2 separate regions of the Oryctolagus cuniculus genome follow, and region 2 is linked to region 1. Evidence: chromatin contacts called from public Hi-C data. All regions are on one chromosome and are shown on one strand. Each heading gives the region's core, a stretch centred on a gene start, on an enhancer-like site or on the middle of the called end of the contact. The rest is flanking DNA. Distances are from core to core; before and after follow the strand shown. Region 1 overlaps EXT1 (exostosin glycosyltransferase 1). Region 2 overlaps SAMD12 (sterile alpha motif domain containing 12).

Evidence for each region. Hi-C and Micro-C count contacts between places; a contact is called where the count stands out from the background.
Region 2: a contact with region 1 is called in a Hi-C map of an unstated tissue, with 8 times the contacts expected there. The contact joins two enhancer-like sites. A contact is called at or near these places in 3 of 6 Hi-C or Micro-C datasets (ear pinna, psoas muscle and an unstated tissue).

What each region holds. Positions count from the first base shown.
Region 1 is chr6:143,596,731-143,603,254 of mOryCun1.1, forward strand. The region is part of intron 1 of EXT1 (exostosin glycosyltransferase 1); the gene reads right to left. Among named protein-coding and RNA genes, the nearest start is that of EXT1, 250 kb to the right of the region's middle. Within about 2 kb of position 3,736, at least 1 of the 8 cell types and tissues checked has an H3K27ac peak or open chromatin away from gene starts, as enhancers often do.
Region 2 is chr6:144,166,535-144,173,058 of mOryCun1.1, forward strand. The region is part of intron 3 of SAMD12 (sterile alpha motif domain containing 12); the gene reads right to left. Among named protein-coding and RNA genes, the nearest start is that of SAMD12, 250 kb to the right of the region's middle. Within about 2 kb of position 2,642, at least 1 of the 8 cell types and tissues checked has an H3K27ac peak or open chromatin away from gene starts, as enhancers often do.

The sequences.
Region 1 (6,524 bases), core at 2,486-4,985:
CTGCACTCGGTACTGACCGCTGCGGGGCCTGAGCAGGCCGAGAGGGGCGCCGAGAGGGCATCCTGCTGCTGCGCTGATCCGGGCTTCCTGCTGGCTCTAATGGCTGGGAAGGTGAGAGGGGCGGACGAGGGAATTTCAGTTATTAAGGCATCAGCTCGGAGTGGAGCCAGGAAGAAAAGAAAATCCACAACTGGGCTTCCCCCAACAAAGATGCTGTTCCCATCCGTCTGCCTCGCGGGCAATTCTGGGATCAGAGGACCTCCCCCAAGAACTCCTGATGCAGCGAGATAACGATGGGGTCATGAGGCCAGAGCAGGCCCATGAGCATCGGCAGGCATCATTAAGGCTGTGGATCCTTCAGGAAAAAAACTGGAAGAAAAAGGGGGGAACTCTATGTATTTATATCACAAAATACATTTTCTGTTGCTTAAATCAAAATTCTGTCTAAAATCAGAAAGCCACTAGTAAGAGTTCGAGAGAAGGCTTGCAATAAACAACAGAAAACATGTTTACAAAACATCTTAACATGCAAAAATAATCATGCTAACGACTGAACAGCCAGAACAACTGGTGACGCACTCAACGCTCAGGGGTGTGCTACCCGCATCACGCAAGCTGGCGCTGTCTCAGTGTCTCGATCTAGGAGGTTAATAGCATGAGTCTCGTTCTACAACTGAATGCTGAGGCTGACGGAGGTTCAGTAACGTGCCCACAGTCACACGGCCAGGGAAGGGCAATGGGGACATGAGCCCGGTCCATCCGACCCTCAAGTGTGAGACACGGCAAGACTTGACTGGCATTTCATATATGCAGTTTTGATGTCACAGGCACACACAGGTATCAATCACTTATTTCAAAGCACTGGAATCCAAAGATTTTGGTGCCCATTTCAATGGGTGATTCAGGTACAGGAAGATAAAACCTTCAAACACAGAACTTAGAGCTATGTTGACACTAACATGCTGTGTTTCCAAGTTTCTATTTGTCGTCTTCTGGATAATGCATTCATAGCATCTCTCCCCCTCGTTCTCACTCTAAATAACATGCTAGGCACATGTTCAACGTCTGAAATTGCCCAGAACTGAGAAAACCCAAAGTAAGCAGCAGGTCCAACCAGTTAAGTGATCAGGCAAAAAGGCACAAAATACAGTTACTAGCTCAAAATCTTCCCCCGGGAGCTGAGTGGAGACTGTGCAATAATGACGGCAAAGGATCATGACAAGCAACTGTACAATAATTTAAAAAATGGGGCTGAGAAGACAGGGGTTTAGTGTGGTGGTTAAGATATCTATGCTCCACACGAGAGGATCTGGGTTCAAATCCCAGTTTCTGACTCTAGCTTCCCACTGACACAGATCAGAGAAGGCCAGTAGTGATGATGGATGGTAAGTTGTGGACTGAGTTCCCGGCTTTCCTCTTTGGCCTTATCCAGCTCCAGCCATTGCAGTCATTTGGGAAGTGAATCAGTAGATGGAAGTGCACTCTCTCTCTCCCCCTTGCTTTCTCTCATTCTCTCCCTGCATCTCAAGTAAATAAATAAAAACAATTAAAACGCATATTTAAAAAAAGAAAGAAAAATAAACAACAATCGGGAGTGAGTGAACTTGGAGCTTGTACAAAATTCAGATGGTTTCACATTTTTCTCACTACTTCTGATGTGGACGTCTACAGGGCCTGGTACCAGGGCAATGTCATGTGAGTGGATGGATCCAAGTTAGCGGACTCCTTCTAAAGTAGTACAAGTTAAAGATACGAAATGTCTCCCTAAATTCACATTCAGGTTCATATGCATAAATTGCTCCAGACTTTTCTACCTATCCTACAGGAAGAAAAATACGCATCAATGAGACGTGTCCAGTAAGCTCATTCTTCTAAAGTGCTTGTTAGCACCTCCTTTTTCACTTTGGAAGTTTCTGGTTTTACTGAGCATGTATTTTGATTACACACATTTACAATTTTTCACAAGTTTCGACATTATAAATCAGTGATCCAATGGTGCCCACTGTGAAGGAAGGAAGCACATATATTACATCGATTCATCTTTTCCTGGGACAGTCTAGCTGAGACCACAAATTGGAGAGTTACAAGCAGTATCCTGCTTGCTGGGTTGTTTCATTTTGCTCATACTGAACCTAAGCCATTTGCCTTAAATCAACTGCCAACACTTTCAAATCATGAGACATCTGGTCAAAACCCAGATGCCAGGATTCTTAAGAAAAACAGGGAGATCCGGCAACACTGGATCTGCGCTCCCTGATGGCAAACCAGAGCGGGCAGATTGCCTCACTTAGGTCATTCACCTGGTGTCTGGGCCCATCTGAGCTAGTGGCCTCTGGTCAAGGTGAAGTAGCTGGAGGCCACAAAGAACTCACCTTAGCTGGACAAAGACCTGCGGCAGCAGCTCTGTTCTCAGACAAGGACTCATGACTTCACTACAACATGAGCTATTGGATGAGGGCTATAACATTCTCCAAACTCGACACAGGGCATTTTGAGCTATTTTCCAAATGGCCTGGCCTCTCTCTTTGCTGAGTCCTCACAGAGACACAGCTCCTATAGACATCTATACCCCCACCACGGCAGCAGCCAAACAACAGTGCCATGTCCCAAGTGCTACCACTCAGCCCTCAGGCCCTGCTGAGCACCCTGTGCTAAGTGTGCCTACCAGGTAATTGACAAGTTACCCGGGATGCAGGCATGGGAGCTAAGACATAAAGCATTTATCTACAAAGGGACCAGTCTGTCACTTAAAAATAATTATGTTTCTTTAAGTAAACTGACAAATTATGTCCTCTCCAACTTACTTATTAAACTTATAGGCAATTTACACACCTATTTTTAGAGGGGTGTGTGTGTGTGTGTGTGTGTGTGTGAGAGAGAGAGAGAGAGAGAGAGAGAAAGGAAAACAAGAAGATTCTATCTGCTCCCTGAAATTTTACCTGAAGAACCCACGGTCCCTAAGCAAAGATTGAGAAGTGGGTGAGATGCTCCTGGCTCCCTGAGATACAAAGAGGAATTCTGCAAATACCGCACATTGGTCAATGTACAGCATATAGGGACAGCAAAGGTGAATGCAGATGTTACGCTATCAAGCTTATCCCCCGGACACTACTGCGAAATTGTGTTGCTTCACATTTGCGAAGTCCAAGGACAGAATCTGTGCAACAAATTTAAGTACTAGCCATGCCAGAACACGTGCTGTGTATGCAAAGCCTGCTTCAAGGTTGGCTTTGTTGCCAGCAAGATAATAAAGTATGATCCAAACCCTAGCACGGTCTCAGCTGTCTTTAAAGAGACATTATACAGCCAGCATTATCTGTGCAGGACAGATATTTGGTCTAGCAGTTACGATACGCACATCCCACACTGGAGTGCCTGGGTTCAACTCTGTGCTGTGGCTCCACCTTCCAGCTTCCTACTAACGCAAACCTTGGGAAGAGGTGGTGATGACTCAAGCAGTTGGTTCTCTGCCATGAGAGAGCTAGATTGTGTTTTTGGCTCCTGACTCCCCTCCCACTAAATGCTGCAGGCTTTCAGGGAGTGAACCAGTAGATGGGAGCATGTGCACTCACCCTCTGCCCCCTCTACACACAATGAAAACTTTTGAAGGATGTAGTTACCCAATTCAACCGGTAGATGGGGCACTTCCACATGGCAAGTGTCCCCACTGAAGCAACCCGGTAAGAAAGAGACTAGGCCTGCCTTCCTCCTCCACAGCCCCTACCAGTTAAAAGGATAACAGATGGCGAGGGTGCACTCATCTCTGAAAGAGGCATTTGAGCATTTCCCTGACTTCTCTTTCACTCCTACTGTGATGTAAATAAAAGGGGTGGAGATAGTGTGGTTAGGAGCCATGAAGTTGACCAGCTCAGGAGAGAGAAACACATTCCCACGCCACTTGGAATTCATCAGTCATGACTGATTGTTAACTTTGGGCCAGCAGGTGCTGAGTGCCCACTGCATGCTGGAATGAGACACGAGATCTGCACTGGGAACTCGCACAGAAACAAGGCGTGATCCCCGGCCCACAGCATCTGTTATGGACACAGACGCTGAAGCAGTTACAAAACACGGTGAGGGGGCATCACTGTGGTTATGGGTGGGAGGTGGTCAGGCAAGCTGTCTCTGAAGAAGCATCCGTGAAACTGAGCCTCCTCCAAGAGAGGGTGCTAGAGAACCAATCAGCAGGGGACCCTCCTTACCACTGCCCACACTCAAGGAGTAAGAGATGAGCCAGTCAGTGTGGGGTGGTAGAGGGGTTGCAGAGGAAGGGCAGGGAAGGGAGCAACAGGCCAAAGGCATTTGTCTGACACGGCACCGGGTGTCCACGGCTTTGATGCCTACAGGAACAAAATAAATCCACAATGGCTTAGCGCTTAATGTTGTGGGCTCTATTTACAATTCCCCAGACCAGACGTGTGAATACAAACTTCATCAACTCCACCCTAAAAGGGAAGGGTATTACTATCCTCCTCTTTATACAGGTGAGACAACCAGGCACACAGAGCGGTTCAGTAACTTGTCTCTGTCACACAGCCCCGGTATTGCAGAGCCCAGACTGGAACCCCAGCACACCCCAACTCCTAAGTTCGTGCTCTCAACTGCTTCATTCTCAGAAGCACCCCTAAATCTCCATTTTCCACTGCGTCTTCCACTGCTATGCTGAAGTTTTCTGGTTACATTTTTGTATAGTTTGGGGTTTTGGTGGCAGACACTTGATGTGCTTCCAATAAGAATCCACAATTTTTCGCTGAGTGTGAGACCAGACAGACCTAGCCTAGGTGTGGGTAAATCAATCACAGACACCAGCTTCCTCATGAGCCTGGGTTCTGGACGGGGGCTCCGCAGAAGCCAGTAAATCAGGACCCAGGTGCCTCTGAGACGCTTCAAACAGATGTGTCCCTGTGCCTACTCCAGATGGCTCCACATCTTGGCTCCTTGCTCCTGCAGGCCCTTCAGGCCTTTCAGAGAGGCATGCCGAGGAGGAAGGCCCACGGAGCGAAGCCGCGTGGAGGGCTCTGCGATATTTCATGTACGCGTAGAAGGTGCCCTAAGCGCAGTCGGCATAAATCACTGCCAGCCTTGCCTACCTGGATCCAATTTTCCCGAAGATGAAGTTGTTTTACATGTTGCACAAAGGTTTCTGCTGCCAGTTAACCCGTCACCTGCGCAATTTATTCCAACCTCTTCCACAGGCAACAGGTTGCTCAGAATTTACCACACTGACAGCTCTGTACTGATTCACCCTCTTGCTGAAAAATGGGTTTCAGCAAAAAACAATTAGTAAAGTGTTGGAAAACCACACAAATCAGAAAGAAAAAAAATGCAATTTCTTATGTTTCTAGCCCTAGGGACAGGTTCACAAACCTTTCTTTGCTCTTGAATTGAGAATGCCCTTGACCTTATCCAGTGATTCAGTCCCAGACAACAGCTGGTGGTCACTTCGCCTTGCATGGATCTTGCAGGACGGTCTAGATAGTCCCTACTTTCCTGCCTCTTCTCCAAAGCAAAGCACACTTTTTAAAAGGGTAGAAGCCATGGTTTCTTTGATGCAGGTCACATCTCCAGCACTCAGTCCTCTGCATCAAAGATGAATTCCATGACAGAAGGCCAGGGAGGGATCTCAGGGCCACGGCTGAGCCAGGCGTGTATTTGTTCACTTTGCTGATCTCCCTTGTAAACTTCACTTCCCTCTTTCCTGGATGTCCTGTGGAGGCCCTGCAGTTGCCCCTTAGTCTCTAGGATCGTCTTCCCTTCCTTCGAGTCCAGGCCTTGCGATGACGGAGTCCAAAACCACTCTAGGGTTTACATAGAAACAACTTCCTTTTCTCTCTTCTCTTATGAAAACTTCCCCTATTTCCTTTGCCCCTCTTGGACCACAGAGGGCCGAGTAGGTCACACCCACTGCTTCCTCCCTCATTCTACAGACACAGATAGCTACTGGTAATGTGATTTCTCTCTGACCACGGTGACGCATCCAAGTTTGCTTGCTTGTACTTAATATTCAACCTATCAGGAGATGGTGGCGTTCACTGCACAAACCATGGAAATAACTGGGTGTCTGCACACACTGCCTGCCTGGAAATGCATTTGGACAGATTTGGACAGATCTTTTTACTGGGTTATGTTGCTTTAATGTAGCCTCAGTTGGGTGGGGGAAAGGTTAGCACTGTCACATCAACAAAGGAAGAATATAAGGCAGCTTAACATTATATGGGTTTTTCCGTCCTGATGCAGATCCTAAACGTATATGTGTTAAACCATTACAGATGGGAAATCATTAGAAAGAAAATTTTTAATTATAAAATAGCAAAGATTTCTGTCTCAAGGAAAATAAAAACCGAGGCACAGGAGCTGGCTCTGTGGCTTAGTAAGCTGAGCCTCTGCTTGCGGTGCTGGTATCCCATCTGGGTGCCAGTTCACGTCCTGGCTGCTCCTCTTCCGATCCAGCTCTCTGCTTATGGCCTGGGAAAGCAGAGGATGGCCCAAGTGCTTAGTCCGCTGTAGCCACGTGGGAGACCCAG
Region 2 (6,524 bases), core at 1,392-3,891, 570 kb after region 1:
CATATTACTTCCCCCTCTCACTCTGGGTCCTATAGCACTTAGCCCAGTTTCATGAACATAATAGGTGCACAATAAACAGAGGAAGAAGGCAAAGAATGAGCCATAGTTTTTGAAAGGGGCTTAGGTAGACACAACAGAACATGCATTTTATAACATTGCCTATAATCACATTCTATTACTTGAAATTTGAAAGAATAATAGAACTCCTTATGGAAGATAACTGAGCAATTTGGTTCAGGGTCAGAGGGTGGGAGGGAAATCTGCTGAAATCTCTAATGTTTTCAGTGAATCAGAGTCTTAATGGGTAAAAAGGTGTTAAACAATTGCTGTCAGTCTTGACTATCTGCCAAATGACTGATCACAATGGCAGAGCTGTATTTCCCAACTTGGAGGTTTTGCAAGTCGTTAATAAACTGTGCAACACTTACCAGGTGTTTGGTTAAAGCATGCTTACATAAAGAGTTTGCAAATATTTATACTCCACAGAAATCCTCCCACTATATTTAGAGAGTTGAAACAGAATAATTGTTTTCTTTTAAAAGATTGTGTTTCTGATGAAGGGGCATTATATTTCCAAGAATCGTAAAGAGAAGTGTTACTCTGAAGCTTTTGTCTCAACTTCCCCTCACAAGGAAATGATCTATGAGGATAATATGAGAAAGCTGAAGTAAACTGTCACCTGCCAAACATTCTATTTTAATAACAATGTATCATATCTAACATTTTTTTTAAAAAAAAGGAGAAATAAGAAATACTCTTTTCACATCTGTTTGGGAAAAAAAAGCACTCAAACCAAATCAGCTTCAATTTTGTAAGACACAAGCACATTTGTTAACTTTTCTCTTTCTTTTAAGGGGAGTCTTTAAGTAGGAAGTTGGAAATTAAAATGAGGTCACATATGTATGCTGCCACTGAAATAGAAGTATGTTTCAGGGGCAGGATTTTAAGGTAGGGAGGGGGAAACCTCATGAGTCCTTTATTATTACTCTTATTAAAGGATAAGAGCATTCATTTCACATTAGCCATAAGAGAACCCAACGTGCTTGCTTATCTAGCAGTAGAAGATGGTAGGTTTGAATTACTACATCCACAAAGAATGCTCTACTTAGCAACACATGTCTAAGGCCCAGCCACCAGTGCTTTCTGATTAGTGGGGACCAGTGGGGATATATACGACTCTTTTCCTATCATGGGATACCTAACATGGAAGTTGATTAATTGATATCCAAGGATGACCTAATAGATTTTTTTTATTCATTGTGATTGGCTGTCACTTCCTATCATGTTAATTAAGATAGTAATTCCTATCTACCAATGGGAGATCTTGCAGGAAGAACCAGAAAGATAAGGAAGTGGCCACAGAAAGCCCATGTACCAGTGCGAGTACCCTACAGTTGGCTTGTGTGAAAGCTCCCCCTTCAGGAACTTAGAACAACTGCAAAAGGCAACAAGAGGTTGGGACAAAGGAAAAAAAAAACCCAAATTTCTGCCAAATGCCATGCCATAAAAATATTTTCCCCCTTCCTTCGAAGATCTTTTATTATTTAACTGGAACCTCTTGTAAACTAGAGACATATAATGAAACACATTGTCATCCATGCCTGTCCAATCACCCTCCAGGAAAAACTATTATTAAAAGAATAAAGATAGGGGCCAATGCTGTGGCGTAGTAGGTTAATCCCTCTGCCTGCGGCACCAGCATCTCATATGTCACAGGTTCTAGTCCCATCTGCTCTTCTGATACAGCTCTCTGCTATGTCCTGGGAAAGCAGTAAAAGATGATCCAAGTCCCAGGGCCCCTGCAACCATGTGGGAGAACTGGAAGAAGCTCCTGGCTCCTGGCTTTGGATTGGTGCAGCTCCAGCCACTGCGGCCAATTGGGGAGTGAACCTTTCTCTCTGTCTCTCCCTCTCACTGTCTGCAACTCTACTTCTCAAATAAATAAAATCTTCTTTTAAAAAAGAATAAACTCTGTTGAAAGGTATAAGTGTGTGTAGACTGCCATCAAAAATCAGTTATTTATATTCTGAAAACAATGTGAAGGAAAGGATACTTTTTTTTACAAAATGTTATAATTGGAAAAATTTTTATTAACTAAACAATTTGGAGATTCTGCTTTTTGCTCAAGATAAGCACACCATGGGGCTGGAGCTGTGGTATAGTGTGTGAAGCCACTGCCTGCAGCACCGGCATCCCATATGGGCACTGGTTCAAGACCCAGCTTCTTCACTTCTGATTCAGATCCCTGCTGACACGGTTGGCCAAGCAGCAGAAGATGGTCTAAGTCTTTGGGTCCCTGCACCTTGGATTGGCTTAGCTCCAGTTCTTTTGGCCATCTGGGAGGTGAACCAGCAGATGGAGGACCTGTCTCTGCATCTGCCTCTCCCTCTCTGTAACTCTGCTTTTCAAATAAATAATCTTTAAAAAAAACAAAGCACATCATAAAGCTGACTCATATTGAGTATTTCAAAGAATTAGGAGAGTTCCTTTCATTATATAGTCTTCAGTAATCTTCTTGTCCAGGATAAGCTGGTTCCTTCTCCAAGTGTGTTTTAAGAGTGAGCTATCCAATCTGCCTACTTAAGCCAAATAAGCAACCCCTGAGGGGCACATTCCATGCATGGAAATGGCAGCTCACATGTTGATATCTGTCTGCTATGCACTAGACTAGAGGGAGGGTTGCATCAGACTAACAGTGCTCAAGGCCTCCATGACTCAAACAGATCTTCCATTAAAAGTATCTCAACATTCTCATGTATCTAGCATGGCTTCTCATTTCCCTTTACAGTTTTTGGGGACATCTCTCATGGTATAGTGAAAAACAGTCATCTACTCTTGGTTTCCTTTTTATCAATTTAAAGTGTGGTTCCAGTAATAAGTTAATACTTAACCACTGAAGTGGAATCAAGGAGGTACTTTGCAACTTGTATGATTCATCTAAATCATGACTCATCTAAATCATGGTGTGCTGTCATATAAATGTCAGATGTAGGGAAAACTTACAGGAAAAGTTACATGAAGTGATGGGCTTTGTACTTGTATTACTATTAATCATATTAACTATTAATAATCATAATTATAATAAATTAAGCAGACCAGGGGAAGAATTTAGACCAAGAGCCATCCACATTTTTTTCAGAGTATATGACTCAAATTCTGGCAAAAGATAATCAATGACACTACACTTTCACTTCACATCTCTAATATGCCCATGGGAGTTGGCTGAAATCAAGGTAATCTTTAAACCTGGGAAGATTCAAACAACAAAGATTTGGTTTCATATAAAATATCATTTAGTTTGTTGAGCTGAATGTTTCAGCTGCCAAACAGAAGGAACTGTTCCATGTGAAAAACAAACCATCCAGTTAGTACAGTTTCATTCATTTGGGCTTGCTTAACCTGGCCAGTACTACATATGACAACTGGTACAATGGAATCACAAGATAATCTCTACCCTTCATTTAACCCCATTGAACTCTTCCAATCTTGTTTGCTCCCGGTATCTCAGCCATCTCTCCTTTCATCCTTCAAATATTTAATATCAATATCTATATGAGCAGTAATGTATGTATGTTATTTTTGATTATATATAATATAAAATCTAATTTTGGTGACTCAGATAACTTTTTGAATTTTGATTTTTCCAAGTATTTCCAGATTTTTGAAAGGTTTTTTCATTTTATCTGTTTTTAGAAAAACTGTAACAGATGAAAGTTCCTAAAGATTACCCTCTTCTGAATTTTTTTAAGTGGAGCTAAATAGAATTGGGTTAATGAAGAGATACTGCGAACATATGTGTTTGAACTAAAGAATATGCAGTTTCCAAGAAAAGCCCAATCCCCTACTCCGGCTTCTCTGTGTCTGTTCTACTAGAGTTGGTTATCTAGCAATAGCTCAACAAATGTTTATTGAGTAAATTAATGAGCACCAATTCAAAGATAATTGAACAATTAGCAGGTAATGAATGATCTGTAAATTAGCAACTTATAATAAATTACAAATTATGTAGTTAATCAGTAAATAATTAAACTTAGAGATAACAATGGATAAAATGTTTAGTAAGTCAACAAATGGCCAGAATAAAAAAAGAGTAGATCCTCTAAAAATTAAAAGTCCCAAATACAAACTGTTTACAATGGCAGGTATGTTATTATTTTCAAACACTGTAAGATATAAATGGGTACTGAAACAGAATTAGATAAATAGTGTGCATTGCAATTCCCTGTGCCACCTTGCATAATAACCTATTATTAACAGTGATTTAATATTCCACTGCCAAACACCCAATTTGGAATCTTACTGTTCAGATATGTTTGTGAGATTTTCTTTTCAGACTCCATTGTTTTGCACATGCAGACTTTGTGACACATTTTTCACAAATAACCTGGGCTGGGCTTCTGTCCATTTGGGTTATCCTTTCTTTGCTTCTATTTCTCCTGCACATCACTGATTTGATAACCTATTTCAGCAGGGCCTACTATGTGGTGTTCTGATGGCAGTAGGCAAGTTTTTTTTCCTGTGAATTCTGATGTAATGGTTCCTAAATAAATGAGTACAGGAGAGTACTTCAAAAAGTTCATGGAAAATGGAACTTAAAGTTTATTTTGGTGAAAAAAATGAAATCCCATAATACACCTTTTCCATAAGCCTGAAAATTTTTTGAAGACAACTTGTATGTGTAAATTTCAATATTTTTTGTACCAGAACAAAGTTATCTTTTACTCAGATTTTCCAGACTTTTTGAGATCGCCTTATATATGGAACACTTATTTTTTTGGAGCTGTGATGTTTCAAAGGTAGACACTATAATATGGATTACCTCCTGAGTCTGGCTTGGCTTTCCTCTTGGTGGTTTCAGTAACAATCATTTTTATTGATACTGCTTGCAAGAAATGGAGTATACCTGCTTGTAAGATTCAATTTACTTCCTAGGCTTTTTTTCTGAATGTACTAAGAAAATCCAACTCAAATGTGTATAGCCAGAGGTGATAAAGGGAGAGGGTGACATATTGCAAAAAGTTCTAAAGGCAAAGTCAACCAGTTCCTTAAATAAAAAGCAGAAGAATGTCAAGGATAATTTTCTAACCAGGAAATGCTTTTGCCAGTACTGAATCCAATACATGATCAAAGAGAAACCTTGGTGAAACATGTTTTTCCATTGTTTCTAGTCCATCTGTCTCTGATATTTTGTTAATTATCTCAGAAAAGTATTTTGGTATAATTTTCTTTTCCTTTCTATCTCTAATTAAAGGTAACAATTTCTTTTGGTGAATCATAGCTTCAGCATTAAATGATCTTCAACAACTTGGGATATTTACATCATTATAAATTTCTGAATCTCCTAATACAAACTTCTTGATTTCAAAAGTCTTCCCCTACAGTTTGCAGGTTAATGGTGTATACCACTCTATATTAGACAAATATTACTGTGCTGAATATTTAATTGACAAAGGTAAAGTAACAGGAATAAGGCAGGCAGAATTTTTCCTTAAATTGGAGCAAAAATAATTAGCCTTGGGAGTCAGAGGAGCTCAGTACTGCCATCTACTGGCTATGTGGTCTGCATCAATCTTATTTTTGCATTTGTTTTAGATTACCCAACTGAAAACAAATTCACACTAACATTCTATAAACATGGTTCTGACATCAGAAGATCATACATGTAAAATAGCACTTTATAAATTTCAAGTATGATGAAGATATCAATGATAAATTTCTTATGAGTAACAACACCTAGAAATTGTGGGGATCCTCAAAATAATTAAAATGTTTAGGAAATTGTTCAGAGGACTTGGGTATTTTGTCTCTACTCAGCTATCACTTCATCCTTTACTCTGTAGTCATCCATGTCTGATGGGAGAGAGGATCCTGTTTGACTTGGACTCAGCAGGAGTGTATTTCACAGATGTAAGTATATCTTCCCCGCCTTTTCCAATGTTCTCAATGATTCATCACTGAATTTATTACTAAATGGAAGATCCTTCTGGAAAGACTACAGTAGTCCCACCTCCCCTCTACCCCCTGAGATATGCCTCAACATCCACTGAAAGATTTATAAAGAAGGACACCACTGTGGCCACACGTGACCTTCTGAAACTGCTCACTGTATGTTCTCCCCTGGAAGCATTTCTAATGTCCTCATGTCTTATATTACCTGCTGTGTACCAGCCACTGGGGAAAGACTGAAAATTTAATGAATTTAAGAAAAGCTGTGCAAATTTCTTTTTTGGAGAAGCCTTAGGGAAGTGGGAGGCAGATAGAAAGAGAACATTCAGAGAAATTATACCATCCCTAAGGGTGGCATCTACAGAGGAAAGCGACAGGAACTTGGAAATGTATTTTTTTTTCTCTTCTGCTCTTTTACCTACAGAGTTGACTTCAGCACCAGGGCTGGACACAACCATGGCAAAGGGGGAGGGAATCTGATCAATATCAGAGGTACAAATGCTAGACGAAGAAAACCATGACTCTCAAAAGTGAGAGCTATTGATATGGAGATTACAGAGCTTTGTATTTGTGCACGT